Linked DNA regions of Ovis aries: region 1 is linked to region 2. A link is a contact called in public Hi-C data. All regions are on one chromosome and are shown on one strand. The core of a region is the stretch at or near the end of the contact, and the rest is flanking DNA. Distances in the headings are between cores, read along the strand shown. Region 1 overlaps HECW2 (HECT, C2 and WW domain containing E3 ubiquitin protein ligase 2). Region 2 has its middle 11 kb from the start of DNAH7.

What was found. A called contact is a pair of places that touch in the nucleus more often than the background predicts.
Region 1: a contact with region 2 is called in a Hi-C map of liver, with 3 times the contacts expected there. The contact joins two enhancer-like sites. A contact is called at or near these places in 9 of 16 Hi-C or Micro-C datasets (blood, liver, mesenteric adipose tissue and 3 more).

The regions. Positions count from the first base shown.
Region 1 is chr2:198,541,717-198,545,521 of ARS-UI_Ramb_v3.0, forward strand. HECW2 (HECT, C2 and WW domain containing E3 ubiquitin protein ligase 2) reads right to left here. Exons shown (of 29, transcript XM_060411238.1): 15 at 3,144-3,278. Among named protein-coding and RNA genes, the nearest start is that of STK17B, 110 kb to the left of the region's middle. Within about 2 kb of position 1,700, at least 8 of the 54 cell types and tissues checked have an H3K27ac peak or open chromatin away from gene starts, as enhancers often do.
Region 2 is chr2:198,364,112-198,367,690 of ARS-UI_Ramb_v3.0, forward strand. No RefSeq gene overlaps it. Among named protein-coding and RNA genes, the nearest start is that of DNAH7, 11 kb to the left of the region's middle. Within about 2 kb of position 2,105, at least 3 of the 54 cell types and tissues checked have an H3K27ac peak or open chromatin away from gene starts, as enhancers often do.

The DNA.
Region 1 (3,805 bases), core at 450-2,949, 180 kb after region 2:
ATAATGAGTGATATTGAGCATCTGTTCATGTATTTGTTAGCCATCTGTATGTCTTCTTTGGAGAAATGTCTGTTTAGGACTTCTGCCCCCCTTTGGATTGGGCTGTTTTTTTTTCTGGTATTGAGTTGAATGAGTTGCTTGTATATTTTGGAGATTAATCCTTTGTCAGTTTTTTCACTTGCTATTATTTTCTGCCATTGTGAGCATTTTCTTTTCACCTTGTTCATAGTTTCCTTTGCTGTGCAAAAACTTTTAAGTTTAATTAGGCCCTGCTTGTTTGTTTTTATTTCCATTACTCTAGGAGGTGGGTCATAGAGGATCTGCTATGATTTATGTCAAAGAGTGTTTTATGTATGTTTTCCTCTAAGAGTTTTACAGTTTCTTTGAGTTTATCTTTGTGTATGTTTTTAGAAAGTGTTCAAATTTCATTCTTTTATATGTAGCTGTCCAGTTTTCCCAGCACTACTTAATAAATCAGTACTTTTAAAATACAGTTTCTACTCCTACCCACTCAAAGCCTCATAATCATTTTATCACACTGCTTCAGTTAGGTGTTTGGTGAGGGTTTTTCTAAAGGCCCTAAAGTGGAAACATTGTCCCCATCCTTCACTGCCTGTTTATTCTTCAAAATGTTCTCACTCATTCTTCAAAGTGCAGTTCAAACAGCCTATCCTCAATAAAGCTTTCCCTTCCCTTCAAGCTGATGTCAAATGCCACCTTCTCTGACTGCCATAGCACTTGGGGGACATTAAAGCAGCTGCCATTATTAACAGTCTATAAAGCATTTTTCAATTGTATTGTTATTCATCTGGATTATAGTTAGTTTTATATATTCTCTCCTTAGTAAGAACTCAGGGACACATGTCATTTTTGTGTATACCTCACATTAACCAAGTTTCTACACTACTAGTGTTCAATAAGTATTCATTTGTTGGAAGGAAAAGATATCCAAATTTCTACTACCTGGAATATTTGCTAAATGAGTCTAAGAGAATGGCTGGAAGACTTGTGAATGTCACTAGAATTTTCCCACTGCACTTCTCTTGAGTTACTGGCTTTGAGAAATGAAGCCAATATATATATGAAGCCAACGAACTCTCCTCTTGGGGGAGATTTTGATCATTGACTCTATCTTGTTCATCATTCACCAAACTTATCGTTTCAATCTACCAATATACACTTTCCATTCTGTCAGTAAGGTGCCTTTTGTCATCATTTCCTAGAATAGCCAAAGTTCTTCATGACACCCTGCTTCTTCAAACCAGACCGTCAAACTGTGGGCAAGGCATGATAGATGCGCAGTTACTACAGGATGTGCGTGCTTCCAACAGCTGGGCCAGAAGGCACATTTACCTCAAAGGTTTAACAATGCTGGGGCTAAATGCTGAGACTTTATAGGGTCATCTTAGTCCCACTGCTCAGTTTCCATCCATAAGAAGAAAAATTTTCATTCAAATTTTAAGGTGGACCTTAGCATCCTTATTACTAGACCATGAAAATAATTAAAATTCTGAGGCAGAGGAGTTGAAAGAAAATACAAATAAAGTTACTAATCTCTTGCACATTGTTCTGATCAGACTGAACAGTCAGCATCATATGGTGAAGTGGAGATAAGGCAAGTGTCTAAAGGGCACAGGTTGTGTGATAAAACCAGGCACGGCCCTAATATGCTACATATGATGTACAAAGTCCAAAGGTGAGAGGTCTATACTGCTTTTTAGGTGAATGTATCAGCATCGTCCAGGTTACCACTAATGGTTTAGATGACAGCCAGGTAGAGATTTATTAGCTACTCATAAAACATACATATTTTTGTGCATACCTCATCCTGCAATATATTTATATATCATTTTTATATGAGCTTCTTGTGTGTACTCGTCTATGTCTGCACTTTTAACCAGCAAACACATATGATCCTTAGAGCCAGTATGTAAATCATGAGGGGAAATTCCAAGAGTGGAATTCTGCTAAATCAAATCCAGTTATTTACTGCATTCATAATCTTTTCTTATAATAGAAGCTACAAAAATATTTGACATACAATATAATACTGAAGAGATGATATGCTCATAGACAAAACCTGGAAAAGGAATGCAGGAAAAGAATCTTAATTCTACTTGTCTAAGGGAATTTTAGAAACAATGTATATAACGTGATGATACATGACATTCAAAGCATAAGTCTATTGTTGCTGTTGTTCAGTCACTAAGCCATGTCTGACTCTTGCAACTCCACGTGCTGTGTATAGCACACCAGGCTCTTCTGTCCTTCACTATCTCCTGGAGTTTGCTCGAATTCATGTTCATTGAGTTGGTGATGCTACCTAACCATCTCACCCTCTACTGCCCTCTTGTCTTGTACTAAGGAGAAAATATTTGACATAAAACATTCCTCTTTTATTTATTTAACCTGCAACCGAAAAAGGGAAACAGAAAGAGTATTTCTTTTTTCTGTTCTTTTTTGGTTAGGTTATCGGAGAGCCCTCATGTGGTTACCAAGGGTCACTGCAAACCAGCAAAGTAGAGTACAGTAGAGCTTTTAATTCTGCCCATTTTCTCTGGGCATTTCATGTATAGAAATCAACTCTCATATACACCCTAATTTTAAAGAAGATTAGAGAGGATCACAACCTCATAGCCTAGGCCGGAGATTTTCATCTAATCCAGCAGTCCTCACTTAAGAAACTTCCCTACCTTTAATCCAATTTTAATCCCCAATTAAAATCTCAGGGACAGAGAAGCCTGCCAGGATACAGTCGCAAAAGTCAGACACGACTGAGTGATGGAGCAAAAGCTATGTTCATTTCTTCCTATGAAGTTGCTATCAGGTATGCCAAAGGGCTTCCCATCCCCCTCTCTTGAACACTATTGCATTATGAATCTTCTCTCATCACCCACACTGAACTTAAAAAAAAAAAAAAATCTAATTTCTTCAACCTTTCCTCTAATGTCTTACTTTTAAACTTGCAATTTAGGTTCTGTTTCCAGAGAGAAGCCCTGTCAACATTCCAGTACTTTTCAGCCTCCAAATGATAGTCTCAAACTAGAAAAACAAAGCAATAAGAAAGAGCCAGCGGAATTCAATAAATCCCACATCCTGCATTCCTACCAACCAACAGGTCACTTGCTGCAGCTGGGACTCACCTCGCCTGCGCTGTGGCTGCGCTGCCGGGTCAGGTGTTGCCGATGCACCAGTGCGCTCGTGGGTCTGCTGCTCTGAAGCGGGAGTCGGGGATCGATGAAAGTGGTGGTTCGGGAGTTGTGGTCAACAAAAAATGCCTAGGAAGCAATCCACTGAGTCAACAGTCCATACATGCTACAGACTTGTCCTATCGTTTCACCATTCAGGAAGAGACCCACTTTGGAGCAATAACCTTAGCTCTGTTTTCTCATAATTTCAAATCTTTGGGAGAATTACTCCTTCCTCCCTCAGGACAGACCAGAACACAGGAAGCGACGCTTAGACTGAATTCAGAGTGAAGAGAGCAGGAAAGAACATGGTCCCTGTGTTTAGGAAATACTCTTAAGAGAGAGTCATCAAAGTCAGGATCCTAGAAAAAAATCACCTGATTGGACATTTGGGCTTCTCTTAATTGATGCTAAGTGCATACTATTATGGATATTACCAAGTTATTCTTTCAAACATCATTGACTTCTCTTTTCCTTTTATGCAATCAGCTACCAAGTCCTCCCCCCATTTTCCCAAATATAGAGTCTCCTCTATTTCTCCCATCCCAGCCTGGCTACCATTCATTCCATTATTTCAGGACTTTCTCTTAAATGTAAAATTATGAATAGTTTCTCAG
Region 2 (3,579 bases), core at 855-3,354:
AGTTACAGAAAGATACTTTATCACTCCTGTTATTTGTCTCCTTGAAAGACTGCATTGTGCAATTACTTAGTGCTTAATTTGGGTAGCATGATCTATAGGCTTTTGACTTACTAATCTACAAAGATGGAAGTCCATTTAAGAGAAGGTATCTGGGAATAGAAGCTGGTTACTTCAGTTTAACCAAATATGAAAGACTGCATGAAGAAGAGAAGTTGACTTGCTGATACTTTGGTTCCTGGAGTGTCAAGATCAGTTGCCTTTATGACTTTGTGTTTTCTCTGATGGTTTCGGAGTATTTTTTTTTTTTTTGGCTAAAATGATTTTATTAGACATGAACAAATGCTTGCTTAAGGATTTTATGCCCAAATTTGTTCTGGTTTTAAGGGAATCTTTTATGAGAAGATATTTATTTTCCTTTCAAATATATTATGTAAGTTTATGCTGCTGAGTTCTGACTTAAGTTATTTGTTACTACTCATCTTTTCATCTTCCACTTCTGAAACTGTAACGTGTAAAAGGAAGGAGTGTGAGTTATACATGTTCTTTTTGAGGAAGTGTGACATCTTTTTATGGTTGTGGGGCGTGGTGTGAGGCTGAGAAAATCAAGTGTACAACTTAAAGCAGAGCTCAGAATACCATAATATTCTCTGCCCATGCCCTTTTATCTTTATGAACCTGTACTCATCTTCATCTTGCCCAGTGGACAAATATGTGTTGAACACCAGCTATGGGCCAGGGACTGTTCTAGGCTTGAGAGAGACAGTGGGGCAGCCAAGACCTTGGCTCCTGTTCTCATAAACAAAAAGAGACAGCTAGCACGACAAAATAGGTATATTAATCAATTACTTATTTCAGATGGTGAAAGTACGAAAAGAAAATGAAACAGGGTAATGAGAGAGACTAGCAGTCAAGGAAATTCTCTCTGAGGAGGAGACATTTAAACTAAGACTTGAATGACAAAAAGGAACTAGCCTTTCAAAGATGTCAGGAGTGAGTTTCCCAGGTAATGGATGAACTCGAATGTGAAATGAATGTGACGTATTCGAGGGCCTGAAGAGGGCCAGGAACACAGTGAAGAAGGATCTTATTCTAAACAGTTGGAGAAACTATGAATTGAGATGGGGTGGGAGTGGGAGCAGGAAGGCCAGTTAAGAGCCTCTTGGGGTTTTGACTTCCCTGGGGACTCCAACAGTAAAGTATCTCCCTGCAAGGCAGGAGACCTGGGTTCGATCCTTGGGTTGGCAAGATCCCCTGGAGACGGGAATGGCAACCCATTCCAGTATTGTCTGGAGAATTCCATGCACAGAGGAGCCTGGAGGGGTCACAGAGAGTCAGACACAACTAACGCTTTTACTGGGGAAGGTCAGGGAAGTAACAATGGTGCTCGAATTTGGAGAAAGTAGTGAATATGGAGAGAAGGGAAATATTTGGGAGAAAAACCCAATAGGACTTTCTGATAGACAAGAGGTAAGTAATAAGACTAGGCTGAAATGACTGGGTTTTTTTGTTTGTCTGGCTACTTGTTTGTTTTGGTCTGAGCTGCTTGGTAGATGGTAGTACATTTAACTGAAAGGGGGAAAGCAGGGGCAGGGAGATACATGCTGGACAGTGCAAGGAAAAAAAAAAAAAAACAGTGGGTTTTCAGACACAGTAAATGTAAGACGCCCATTAGCCATCCAAGTGAGACACTGAGGAAATTGAAAGCTATACAACTCTGGGTATAGCTCTGGGCAAGGAACAGATTAGAAGCTCAGCCATAGGCAGATGGTAACTAAAGCCATGAGATTAAAAGGAATCGAGTAAGACAGAGTAAACAGAAACAAGAAAGAAAGGTGGTCCAAGGATCAAGCCCCAAGGCTCTCATATTCTCTTTCTGAAAACTAGGAATTTAAAAATTACATACTCTGTCAACCCTTTAACAGAGAGTTATGCAAGAACAAAGAGTTATAATGGATATCTTAGATACAAAAGAATCCTATGACATTTGGTTGACAATTCATGCATGTGGTATTTGTTTGTGAAAATACCGAGCTATATATGGACCAATTCCCATAAAAACAAATAACGATGCTGCTTTATTGCCAAACATTGACCTTCAACTAATCACAACCAGATCTGGAAAAACACAAAGTGATGGCACTTGGTTTCTTTGAACACTAGAGGGAGATATATACAACTGCACAATTACTCTTTTACCATAGAATCATAGAATATTAAAAATTTTGATATTCTTGCAATCATTGAGAAATTAATTATATCTTAACAGTAAAATAAATTACACATGTTTGGAAAGTAACCCAATTTCTCTGTTAAACCAGGTTTTGCTGAAAAGCTATTCATATATGTTTATTATGTGTATATTTTCCAGTGACATCTTAATCATTTTTCTCTTGGGCAAAGTGAAGCAATAATACAGAAATCGGGCCATTTTTATTTAGAGAAGCATCAGTTCTTCCTCCCAAGGAATTCTGGTAATATGCTCATTGTAATCTGAAGTGTCAAAAGCTTTGACTCTGGACCTCATGTCTGTGGACACTGGGAACGTGCTGGACTTCATCACGTTCAGTGTTTTTCAGGTGACTTAAAGGTTATTGGCACTGACTTCATTCTGGGCTTTTTATTTGCCCAATAAAATGCTCTTCAACTTTGCTAGGTAATCACATAGATATGTAGTGTTTTCATGATTGCTTGGGGCAGCTAGAAAACTTTCCCTTTATTTACTCTGGTAATCTTTCCAAGGAACATACTCTAAAGTGTCCTCTTTTCCTGATCAAAGGTTGAATATGAGCCTGATCCAACAACTCTCAGCCTACCAAATACTTTCTTTGACCTTGTAACTAATTTAATAAGTCCTCCTTTCTGTAACTTCAACACTGAAATGCTTCTGGTAATTGAAGGGGGAAAAAATATCTTTTCTATTCATAGAGAAGTAATCTAGTATAGGAAAAGAGGTGATTTTCTGAAATCAAACTGCTGTGAATTCTGACTTTGGATCATGTTAATTAAATGTATGGAAGTGATCATTTCAGACATATATCAAATCATTATGCTGAACAACTTAAACCAATGTTACATGACAATTATATCTCCAAAATAAATCCTAACTTCATCTCTGCTGGTGGTGAAGGCAAACATTACTTTGCCTTTCTGAACTATTATTTTCTTTTCTCTAAATTGAAATCACAACCTTTTAGAATTGTGGAGCTGATTCAGATATTGTAGGGAAAGCATCTAGCTTAGCTCCTAGGGAAAAAAGCATTCCAAGTTCCCTGGGTCTCCCTCTCCTTCCATGTGAAATGCTCTATAAAACAACACTGTAAATCATATATTCACAGATTGCATGCTATGAGGCATTGGTCAAGTGCTGGGGTTGTGTACAGAATGTGACCTGAGCTGCATCGCGGCTATATTGTCCTGTGCTCTACAGGACAAGGATATATATAGGACCTTTCCAAGTGATCAACCACTCATAAATATGGGCTCGTGAGTCAGGAGAGCAGAGAGGTGGCATTGGAAGTCTGCTAAGGACTGCTATCCCTGGAGGAATGACTTCCCCTTTCCCTCCACAAATGTAAATTC